Regions from separate parts of the Mus musculus genome. Here all the other regions are linked to region 3. The links are chromatin contacts, called in public Hi-C and promoter capture Hi-C maps. All regions are on one chromosome and are shown on one strand. The core of a region is the stretch at or near the end of the contact, and the rest is flanking DNA. Distances in the headings are between cores, read along the strand shown.

Evidence for each region. Promoter capture Hi-C pulls out the DNA fragments that hold promoters and counts their contacts. A called contact is a pair of places that touch in the nucleus more often than the background predicts.
Region 1: a promoter capture Hi-C map of pre-B cells shows a contact between it and region 3. The contact joins the promoter of Sub1 here to the promoter of Wdr70 in region 3. A contact is called at or near these places in 1 of 39 promoter capture datasets (pre-B cells) and 1 of 484 Hi-C or Micro-C datasets (B cells).
Region 2: a contact with region 3 is called in a promoter capture Hi-C map of pre-B cells. The contact joins the promoter of Mtmr12 here to the promoter of Wdr70 in region 3. A contact is called at or near these places in 1 of 39 promoter capture datasets (pre-B cells) and 2 of 484 Hi-C or Micro-C datasets (B cells and CD8 T cells).
Region 4: a Hi-C map of pre-B cells shows a contact between it and region 3, with 4 times the contacts expected there. The contact joins the promoter of Tars here to the promoter of Wdr70 in region 3. A contact is called at or near these places in 1 of 39 promoter capture datasets (pre-B cells) and 3 of 484 Hi-C or Micro-C datasets (B cells, CD4 T cells and pre-B cells).

The regions. Positions count from the first base shown.
Region 1 is chr15:11,994,705-11,997,404 of GRCm38.p6, forward strand. Sub1 (SUB1 homolog, transcriptional regulator) reads right to left here and starts at 1,303. Exons shown (of 5, transcript NM_011294.3): 1 at 1,247-1,303.
Region 2 is chr15:12,203,704-12,206,403 of GRCm38.p6, forward strand. It overlaps Mtmr12 (myotubularin related protein 12), which reads left to right and starts at 1,325. Exons shown (of 16, transcript NM_172958.4): 1 at 1,325-1,576. The coding sequence starts at 1,496.
Region 3 is chr15:8,097,797-8,100,583 of GRCm38.p6, forward strand. Wdr70 (WD repeat domain 70) reads right to left here and starts at 1,413. Exons shown (of 18, transcript NM_001081402.1): 1 at 1,323-1,413; 2 at 1,160-1,225. The coding sequence starts at 1,347.
Region 4 is chr15:11,398,352-11,401,051 of GRCm38.p6, forward strand. It overlaps Tars (threonyl-tRNA synthetase), which reads right to left and starts at 1,307. Exons shown (of 19, transcript NM_033074.3): 1 at 1,135-1,307. The coding sequence starts at 1,188.

The sequences.
Region 1 (2,700 bases), core at 53-2,552, 3.9 Mb after region 3:
TCTGTAAATGCTCAAGAAAGATACATCAATTCCTACCTCCTACATCAAAAAAATTATAACCCAGCTCTCTAAAGACCAAACTGGCATTCAATGTGCAAAATAGGAGGTCAAGGCAAAAGTGAGCTACCCAAATCCTGCCCACGACTCTACACAACTGGCCAGTCCGTTAGAGGTAATACCTAAACTCAGGAGGGAGAAGGCTCCTAACCAGTCCCTTCGCTTTTCCTCTTACTGCTCCATTTCACAACCCGACCTCCAAAATCAAGTTTCCCAAGCTAGCTCGGTCACACAACTACACAAAGCCTGTTTTTTGAGAGGGAATTGCACATAAACAAATCTTTCGCTTGCAAACAGCCAGCCATATCTATCTCCCATTACGAAAAGCTGTCTGGGGAACTAAAATTACTTCAAAGAACCACGTCATTATCTAACCTAAATCTACCCAATAAGAAAACAATGTTTGTTACTGGGAACTAAAGCCAGCCCCGTTCCCTACACTTGGACTTTTAACTTTAATGAGGCTTTACTGGGGTGGTTTCTTGGAGGCCGGGGGGCGGGGGGCTTCGTAATTCGAGCAAAAGGTAACTAAAAGGGGTGACCGTAGTTTATAGACCGACCAGTCGGTGCCCGGGGCTGGGGAATACTGAAAACATCCCAGAGTGCGAGGCTCTCGAGGGCGAGCCGGCGCGTGGCACCGTGGGGGTCGCGGCCAGGAAGCTCCCGAAAGCCCCGAGGCGAGGGCTGGGGCTACTGCCGGCCTCAGGAAGGGGGCGTGGGGCGTCGAGAGCGTGCACAAGAGGAGGGCCTTGCGCCAGCGCCATTTTCTCCTCGCCCCGGAGCCCAGCCATGTTTGCCGAGCGCGCCCCCCGCCCCTCGACCCCGCGGGGCCAGCGTCCCCCGAGGGTGGGGAAGGGATGGCTTCCCGAGCACGGTGGTCCGGACAGGGGTGGGCGAGCGCAGCCTCAGGGCAGACCGCTAGCGCCTCCGCCCGGAGCCCCATCACCCAGTCCGAGGGGCGCGCGGCCATCACCCGCCGTTCGCCTGCCTGCCCGCGCCCACCGCCTCGGCTCGGCTCCCCAGAGCGGCCGCCACACGAGGCCCCGCGGGGACGCGGGCAAGAGCGGAGGCCCTTCCCCCGAGCTGCCGTTTTTCTCCCCACCGGCAAGGAGAGCGAAGGGGGCCGCGGTAGCCTGGGGTCGGCCTGGCCGCAGCCCCGAGGAATGGGCCCGGGGTCCCACGCACTCACGCTCCGCTCCGGCCGACCAAAAACCTCTGCCTCGCTCGCTCGCCTACTCCGGACTGACAGAGAGCCGGAAATGACGGCAGCTTAGAGGCCCTGGCTCCGCCCAATGGCACGAAGGCCACGTGAAGGGGGCGTGGCCTCGCCGCCCAACCGCCAGCCGGCCCTTTCCAGGGCCTTAAAGGGGCCGCCACAGATACTGAAGTAAATGCTCCTGAAAGAGGGAGATGGCACCACAGTGAGATGCCACGCAGCTTGGGCCTGATCTGAAGGAGAATGAGATGTCAATGAAACATAAATGACAAGATCCACGGAGCTTTGCGCTTGCAAATAGCTTGTATATGGTACCGCTCTATAAATGCTGTACTGAAATGATGGGAGCTACTCTGAGAAAAAACAATGTGCTGACCCACTTGCCTACAGATGATTTTCCGTTTCTACCTTTAAGATCTGACTCATGCTGCTAAAATCCAAAGGAAGCAAGCCTGCGAGGCGCACTATTTAATTCAGAAAGTCAAAGAAATCTTACAAATGTCCTTAGCCACGAAACCTTTATTCTTAAAATGGAGTTCTGGGGCTCCAAAGTAATTGTGGTTTGAATATAAAATCTCCCTGTGGGCTCATTCATTGGGGATCTGGTTTTCAACTGATGACCTTTTCAGAAGAGCCTGGATCCTGAGAGCTGTGCCTTAATCAGTGAATTAATGCTCTGATAGTCATAATATGACAGCATTATTACGAGGTGGTGAAAAGTAAGGATGTGTCCTTTGGGGGCTACATTTTTCCCTGGCCCCTTTTGTGTTCCCTTTCCGCAGCATCCTCCTCTGCAGGTTACCATGGACTTGGTGTTCCGCCTCACTACCAGCCTAGAATACAGGAGCTAAGTACTGGAGACAGAAACCGGGAGGCATACTGAATCGCCATACCTTTGTCTAAACACGGATCCAAAGTCTCGCGGAGGAAATCCACTCCACCATCACAAATAACCACAAGCAGGTGGCTTAGAATGTGTACTGGATGGTTTCCTCCTGTAGCCAACAACAAACAGAGTTCTGTTCATCACAAAGGTTTACATACAGCATTTGACAGATAGTGATCATCCTAACAGGTTCAAGAGTTGAAATGATCGTTGTCTTCACATTTAACAGCTGCAAAAATTAATAAGTGATTCAAACCTTGTATTGAATGGAACTACTACCTACTAAGGGTAGTAGGGAAGTGCCCCAGCGCATCCCTACTGAATGCGGGAGTCCAACTAGAGCAACACCGTCATCAAAATAAAGTGAGAGAGGAGTCTTTGTGTATGAAGCTCTAAACAAGGGTGTACTGGCTAGTTTTGTGTCAACTTGACACAGCTGGAGTTATCACAGAGAAAGGAGCTTCAGTTGAGGAAATGCCTCCATGAGATCCAACTGTAAGGCATTTTCTCAATTAGTGATCAAGGGGGAAAGGCCCCTTGT
Region 2 (2,700 bases), core at 75-2,574, 4.1 Mb after region 3:
AACCAGCTGGTTTTTTGGTATTTAAAACGTTTCTTTTGTTGGCTCCCATTCCTGGGAAGTGTACAGACCCAGAGACAGTGTCAAGTTTTCAGAGTCGTATTACAACAGGGCTTGACCTTCAGCAGATGTTAAAGATCAGGGTGATCTAGTAACACTTAACGTTAGCTTGACGGCCGGCAGAAAGGGACATTTGCTTGGTGAATTTCTATCAAAAGCCAGCATTTCTGTTTATGGGTTGGGTCAGATCCTGGAAACAAAAGCAACAGAATCTGTCTGGCATATCGGAATCAGAGAGGTCACCTCTCCTTCCTGGGAACCAACGTGGAAAAGCACAGTTAATTGCTAGGTTTTGAGAGGAAGGTCTTATTTGTGATCTAGGTTGCCTGGGGACTTCCTAAGTAGTCCGAGCTGGCCACAAATTCACTATCTTTCTGTCTGGCCTTCCAGGTGCTGGAATAGCAGGTGTGCACTAACCACCCTTCCGTGTCACTTGTAGTACTTAGTTGGGAATTTTAAAAGAAATACAAGGGGGTGGTGCAGTTGGTCAGACTAAGGCATAGCAAGGTGCCTGACACTTGAAAAATTAACTGCAAATGTTTATTGGCTTTTCACAGTAGATGGAACAACTTCGGGTGAGCTGCATCGTATCTTATTCTTCTAACACAATGCTCCACAGGGAGAATTCAATTTGGTCTTGCTCACGCGAGGCAAGTGCCCCAAAGGTGGAATTCAAATGAATAGAAATGAATAGTGTGTGTGTGTGTGTGTGTGTGTGTGTGTGTGTTTTATTTGCTATCTTGGCTTAATATGAGAGGTTTGTCGATAACTTGGGAGAGCAGATAAGTCTTAAGGGCTTTTGATATCTTACCAGTTAGAAACCAAGCGACAAACAAAAGAAGTTTGAAGTTGAACACAACATTTTACGTCACTTTAGTCAGTTCCTATCCGCTCTGTCTCTCTTCATTCGTCTAAAGTCTGAACGTCGTCGGTGTGGTTTTGAAGCTTCTGCGGAGGCATTCTGTTCAGCAAGCTGAATTTCAAAGCTGCTGGCCAGTAAAAGAAGCAAAATGGGTAGAACGACTTGCCCGCAACAACTTAGCGACGGCAGGACCATTGGGCAAATGGCGACATTCTCGCTAGCCAATCGTGGGGAAGCCCGGAGAGAACGCTCTCCGCATTGGCTAGAGCAAATACCTCGGCCAACAAGGGGTGGGCGTGGCCAGTCCCATGCTGTGGGCGGGACCTCAGCCGGAGCAGAGCGAGCGGCGGTGGGCGTGTCCCACGGTCGCTAGGCGGGGCGCGTGGCCTGGGCGGAGCGAACGGTGTCAGCGGCGGAGCCGGATGCGGGCGGTACTGCTGCCGCCGCCGCGGCCCTAGGGATGGGCGGAGCCCCGGCCGCTGGTGCTGGTGGCCGCCGCCGCTGCCGGAACCTGAGCCGGAGCCGCCGCCTCTGCTGTCGCCGCGCTTCGGCTTCGTTGCTTCGCAAGGCGGCGGGATGCTGGGGAAAGGGGGAGTCGGCGGTGGCGGCGGCACCAAGGCGCCCAAGCCCTCCTTCGTGTCGTACGTACGCCCTGAGGTGAGAGTGCGCCGGGCGAGCGCGGCGGCGGGTGGAGCGGCCGGGGCAGGGGCGCTTCCTGCCGGGGTGCCGGGCGGGGCGCTCTGGGGCCTCCCGGGCTGGCCGCGGCCCGGACCCCTGCGGCAGGCCGGGCAGGTGCTGGGGCAGGGCCCTGTCGCTCGCCACCGCGCCTGTGGGCGGGAGCCGGAGCCCGGGAGGTCCGGCGGCTCCGGCGCCCCAGGTATCCGGGAAGGGAAGAGAAAGCTTGCGTGGTCGGGAACCCGACGGGGTTCCCCCGGCAGCCCGCAGCCCGGTGTGTGTGCTCTGCCCGGGACTTTTCTCCGCGAGTCCTGAGAGTTCGTCTCTGTCGCGGGTGGTGCACTGCTTTGCGTCCGCGCTGCTGTATGTGGGTCGGCCTTGGCCTCTTTCGGTGTCTGCCCAGAGCATCCTCCTCCCGCTTCTTCCCATTTCATCTCCCCCCTTCCAAACTGCAATTCTAGTCGAGAAGTGCATTCACTCGGGAAATACTTTCTGCGCTCCTACTGTGTGCCAGGTACGATCCTGGAAAGCTTGTGCTAAGTATCAGTGAACAGAACAAAGATCGAGCTCCTTGGGAGCTTATGTAAAAAGAAACAAACAGTCAACGATATGCGATTATTAATTGTATAGTACTTAGAAGATGGTGGGGACAAGGAATCCTTTCATTCTTGCAAAGGTGGTATTTCAGTCAGGACGTTAGAGGACGTTAGGTCTAGGTAAGGAGTCCTGGACGGCCCCAGGGAAGGCTGCCAGTTCTGGAGTTCCGTGAATGAGGAGGACATTGAAGAGATCAGAACTAGAGCATGTTGAAGACTTCTGGAGCAGTCGTTCCTTACCTTTTAGTAGACTCCTTCTCATTTTCGATTTGTGAAAGTTGTGTGCGGTTTTTTTTTTCCCTGCTTTTGCAATTTTGTTTGTTTGTCTCTCGATTATGTAGCCTGGCTGTGCTGGAACTCACTATGTAGAGCAGTCTGGCCTCGAAGTCACAGAGCTCTGCTTGCCTCTGCCTCCCGAATGCTAGAACTCAAGGTAGTACGACCATGCCTAGCTTCTGCAATCTGTCTGTGTGCAGGTAGATGCTCTACCAAATTTACTGCCTCCAAATG
Region 3 (2,787 bases), core at 163-2,662:
CTGTCTTAAAAAGCAATGTTTACTCATAAATATGATATTAAATTTTAATATGCACCAGGAGATCTAAAAAAAAAAAAAAACAGATTTGACTTCCTTTTCTTCGTGATTCTCCTAATTTTCTGAAGTCAAAAACAGGAGTTGGAGAGATGATTCACAAGTTAAGAACACTTGTTGCTCTTGCAAAGGACATGTTTAGTTCCCAGGGCCCACAAGGTGGCTCACAACCATCTGTAACTCTAGTTCCATGGGACCCAGTGACCTCTTCTGGCCCCCATAGGTACTGCAGGCAAATGGTGCACAGACATAGAGGCAAAACAACCGCTCAGAAATATAACTATATATACATTTATCTTTTAAAAAAATAAATCCACCGGGTGGTGGTAGCTCAAGCCTTTAATCCAGGCAACCGGGAGACCGAAGCAAGCAGATCTTTACGGGTTCGATGCCAGCCTGGTCTACAGGGTGATATCCAGGACAGCCAGGACTGTTACACAAACACACACACACACACACACACACACACAAAACCTGTCTAGAAAAAAACAAAAAACAAACAAACAAACAAAAGAGGAGAATGAATAGGAAGAAGAGGAAAAGAGGAGGTGGAAGAGGGAAGGAAAAAGAAGAAAAGAAGGGAGAAAAGAAAGAAAAAAAGTAAATACTGTAACTACCCTTTTATCGACTAATTACCTAGAAGAAGCTAAGTAGATGAATAAATGAAACAATGAATGAATGAGAACTAGGTACATCAGAGAGACATTTGTTCCCAAAACAAATTACAGGTCAATTTCCATTTGATTTTTCTAGCACTGATACTATTAACAGATGATTATGTCTTTTGAGACTGTTTTTTCTTTTAAATCACCTAATAATGTGACAAGACCAGGGTATACATTAAGACTGAAGAGGAAGAAACGCTATATCCACCAAAATGTTATTTAATGGTCGCCACTAAATGTCTTTCTCAGACTGGGTCACCATAGTAATCCCTTTCCGTCAAGGTTTCCAACTGTCACCTGAACTGGTCTCAACAGTTTAAATGGGACCGATTCGGATTTGGCACGGCGGAAGGCGCCGGTCAAAAGTGGCAGCTCTCCTACCCTTTACTCGCAAGCCCCGGGCGAAGTCGGGCTGGGCTCTGCCCCGGGCAGTCACTCACCGAATCCTGTGAAGCCCATGGTGACCGCCAGCTGAGGGTCGGGTCCCGCCGTGTCTGCGCCTGTCACTGGAGCAAGAAACAAAGGACAGACCGGCCGTCAGCCCGGCGCTCCAGTGCCCAGCACGGCCCTCCACCCCGGCTGGCCCGCCTAACCCACACCCACCTTCGCTGGTTCCCGAGTGCTCCATGACTGCCCGAGCCCACCGCCTCCGTGGATGCAGCAGCGCGCGACTCCCGGCAAGCCCGACGGAAGTGTCGTCACCGAGACCGCGTCGCCAAGAGCGGCCCGGCTGCGTGGGTAGGCAGGCTTTCGGACTCTCGCCCCCTAGCGGTGCGGAGGGAATGCGCTGACAAGCCACGAGGAGGTCTAGTTTGGGAGTTCCCTAAAACCTTTCGGTGGTTTCAGATGCGTTCTCAAGCAAAGTCCTGGCACGTTTCTAAGGAAATCAACAGAATCTTGTTATTTGCATGCTACTTTTATCTATATTCGTAATGTACTTGACGTACATGATGAAACTTCCACTGCTGCCCATCTTCTCAGTATGCTTGAAGAAACCACTATCTAGTTATAAAGATGCCAGAAAACTGAAGAGTTGTTAGGAATGTTTAAAGCGCTTGCCCTCAGTCTCCACTCTCTAGGCTAGCCTTGTTTACTAAGGGTTCCAAATGTTACATGTTACATAACTACTGTGTTTCCAATTTATTTTAGTTTCTTTACAACTCTGTTCCTATTCTTAATGACACATCATTTAATATACTTTTAAAGTCTAAAACAAATACTTGGTTGAATTTTTCTTTTGTCAGAGTCTCTCATTTTGTAATCCATGCCTGGCCCAGAACTCAGAGACCCATCTAGATTCCTCTGCCTCCCAAGCTTTTAAAGATGTGTGCTACCAAGCCAAGTGAAAATACTTCATTTTCACATGCACTCAATGATTGTGGACGTGGTATAAACATGCCTTACTGTGCAACCTGCAGACCTATTCTTCTACTATGTGGTTCTGGGGGTGGACCTCAAGTCACAAGCTTAGCAGAAAAGACAATTTCCTACTGAGCCTTGTAGTCCACTCAAGAATGAAAATTCTTTGATAAAATTACTCCTGAGCCCCAATATTAGACTCCTGTCTCTGTCTATGGTTCATTGATAATGATTATCTAATGCTTCCATTGTCCTTAGAGTAAAAGAAAAATTTATTAGTACAAAGAAGCTGTAGATCTGTGGTTGCTTAGCATAGACAAGGCTAAGGGTCTGTATTGGATCTCCACCACAAAAAAATACAAATTTAATAAAAGGTTAGCCTGACTTCCAAAACCTTTCTATTCCAATCTTGTCATTTTCAACATTCCCATTTAGTGCAGGGAGCGGCCTCAGAACACATAGTCCTGAATGCTTTAACTCTTCACCAAGTCATTGATCCAACCAGCTCATCTCCAACTATCAAATTAAATCTCTCCTGCTTTTGAAAGCATCTGTAGAACTTTGTAGGCCTCCAACTAAATAAGGCCCACCTACCATGTGATACCCTAGTCTGTCTTCATAATATAATGGCTGGGCAGGCACTCTTGAGTGGTTATTAAATGAATTAATAAGAAGAAATGGTTGTGAAGGCAAGTTACTTTTCCTATGC
Region 4 (2,700 bases), core at 57-2,556, 3.3 Mb after region 3:
GGAACAAAATCTATCCATGTATACCTGTCATTCATCGCCTTAAATCTGTAGCTTAAAGCGCATACACAAGCATTTTAGTGATTTGCCCTATCAGGATGGAAACTCCTCTTGATGAAGACCCTAGCAACCGTCAGCAATGGTTACCTAGACAATCTGTCATATGGCCTCACCCCTTTCCAATGTTCCTTAAACCCCCATGCCATGTCACTTTTTGACAATACAATACATACATAGCACCTCCCTACAAAACTCCTGCACGTAGAGAATACTGATAGCCTCAATCGCTGCACTTCCCTCCCGTCTCTCCCTGTACAGCCGGGGCACAATTCATCCCCTGAACCTGGACAGCCCTGCCCTGCCTGATTTACCTGACCTCATTTTTCCAAACCCAATAAAACAGTCTGACTGTGCTTCTCTATAACTCAACCAAGCTAATCAGAGAAGTACGATTTTCCAGTCCTGCACATTTGGGGAGCCCCCAAAGTCAGGAATCGATCTTAACTTGTGTAGCCACCTGGACTGCCTGACTAAGTGCCAGGGCAAATAAATACACAGGGGACACAGGCACAGTTGGCTGTAAAAGAGGGGTGGGGCAGAAAACACGCCAGTGTACAAATGCTGTTCCTAACCAGTGGGTGACAGCCCAAAGCAAAGTTTAAAGGGGATGTGTGTGAAGTTATTTAGGTCGCTTCCAGCACCTGGCAGACAGAGGCTTTAATTTCAAAACAGTCTGTCAATGGGGGCATCCAGCCTTATTTAGCACCCAATCTTGGGCAAACTGGATCTGATCGCGGGGACTGGCTTTTCCTTCCTAACTAGAGCTTTTTGCTCCACGCAGTTTAGGATTTTAAAAAGTTCTTCAAATGTTCTTCCCGCTTATTTTAGTGAAAAAATACAAGCGCGGGAGTCTAAGCCCCAAATGCTTACTATCTGAGCAAACCACTCAGTCTCAATTCACAGATCTCTAGGATGAAGATGCCCCCCCACCCCCCAGACCCTGCCAGCAAGAGTTCCTAACTTATTACCCAGGGCCCCCAATACCGACTGCTCCCTGCTACTTTCCACTCCTGCCCCGCCGGGCAGTGCCGGCTCCCAGAACACATCCGCTCTCTGCACCCCACGGCGCCTGCTCACCGGCTTCTCGCCGTCCATCTTCCCCGAAGGGCTGCTAGCCTTCTCCTGCGACATGGAAGGACCACAGAGAGACAAAACCCGTGAGCTGCACCGCAGAGAAGACCCCAAGCCGGCGGTGTAGACCTACAATTCCGCACTGCGCGTGCGCCACGTGGCCACAGGCGGAACCAGCTAACCAGCTGATGCAACGGGACTCCTGGCCCCGCCCTACCTGGACACGAGGCCAATGGGCTACGCGGAGAGGCGGGTCCTCCCTTTCCTTGGCCAATAGAATAGCCGAGAATGACGAACCCTTCAAGAAATCCCATTAGTTCCAGACTGTGTAGTGAGGCGCGCAAGCGCACTCTTCCCCTTCTGACTGTAGCTTGCATGGCCTTAGCGGCCACCGTAGTGAACTTGAGCTGCTTGGACTGAGTTTCCCGGAATTGCTGGATATGGTCTCTGGCGCTCTGGTTTATCTCAGATGCGCTCTACCTGGAACGTTGGCTGATAATCTGAAGCGATGACTCAGCCTTCCTCATGAGAATAGGACCGATTTGCTGTTTGAGGGACAAGCGCCATTGATCAAAGCTTTCTCAGTGTCTCACGGAGTTTTCCCATAGACGGCACAGAGATAAAATTAACTTTTTACTTGAAGGAATAAACTCCACACAAAAGTCATTGATATCACGGGAGCTCGAGATTAGATTTTTACTACTTAAGCAAAATGCTTAGCAGAAAGTTCTAGTTGGCCTGCTTATCCTAATAGCAGCTGCCAGTTTTTGGGTTGTTCTGTGTTTTTTCTTTGCTTCACTGTGCAGCCAGGGATAGCCTCGAACTTGCAATTTAGATCTGGCTAATCTGGGAGCCTTCTGCAATAGCCACCCAAATTAGAGGATTACAGGCGTTTGCAACCATGTCCACCCAATGTCCACACCACCACCAACCTACACACACACACACACACCAGCCGAGTAGAATTGAGACAGGGTCTCACTGTATGTATAGCCCGGCTGTCCTGGAACTCGCTGAGATCCACTTGAATGTGACAAATGCCTCCTGGGTGACTCTTCAAGGAGCAGGTTCCCATTTCCAAGGAACATATTGTCCAGGGAAACAATACATTTCACAACGGCCTCAAAAAACATGAACTATCTTGGAGTAACTCAAACAAGACAAGTGAAAGATTGTACAAGAAAAACTTTAAGACAATGAAGAAAGAAATTGAGAAAATTTCAGAAAACATAAAAATCCCCCCATGTTCATAGATAAATACAGTAAAAATGGCCATTCTACCATTCTACCACAGGCAATCTACAAAGTCAAAGCAATTGCCACCAAACTTCCAACACAATTCTTTACAGAACGTAGAATGTTAAGTTTTAGATACACACACACACACACACACACACACACACACCACAAAATCACGATGGCTAAAACAATCCTGAAAAAAAATGTTGAAGGTATCACTATCACCAACCTTGTTGTGGGTATAAGAGACTCCCAGGAATCAAAGGGAGGGACCTTAGATGAAATGCCCGACAGTAGGGAGAGGGAACTTATAGAGTCCACCTCCAGCAGGAA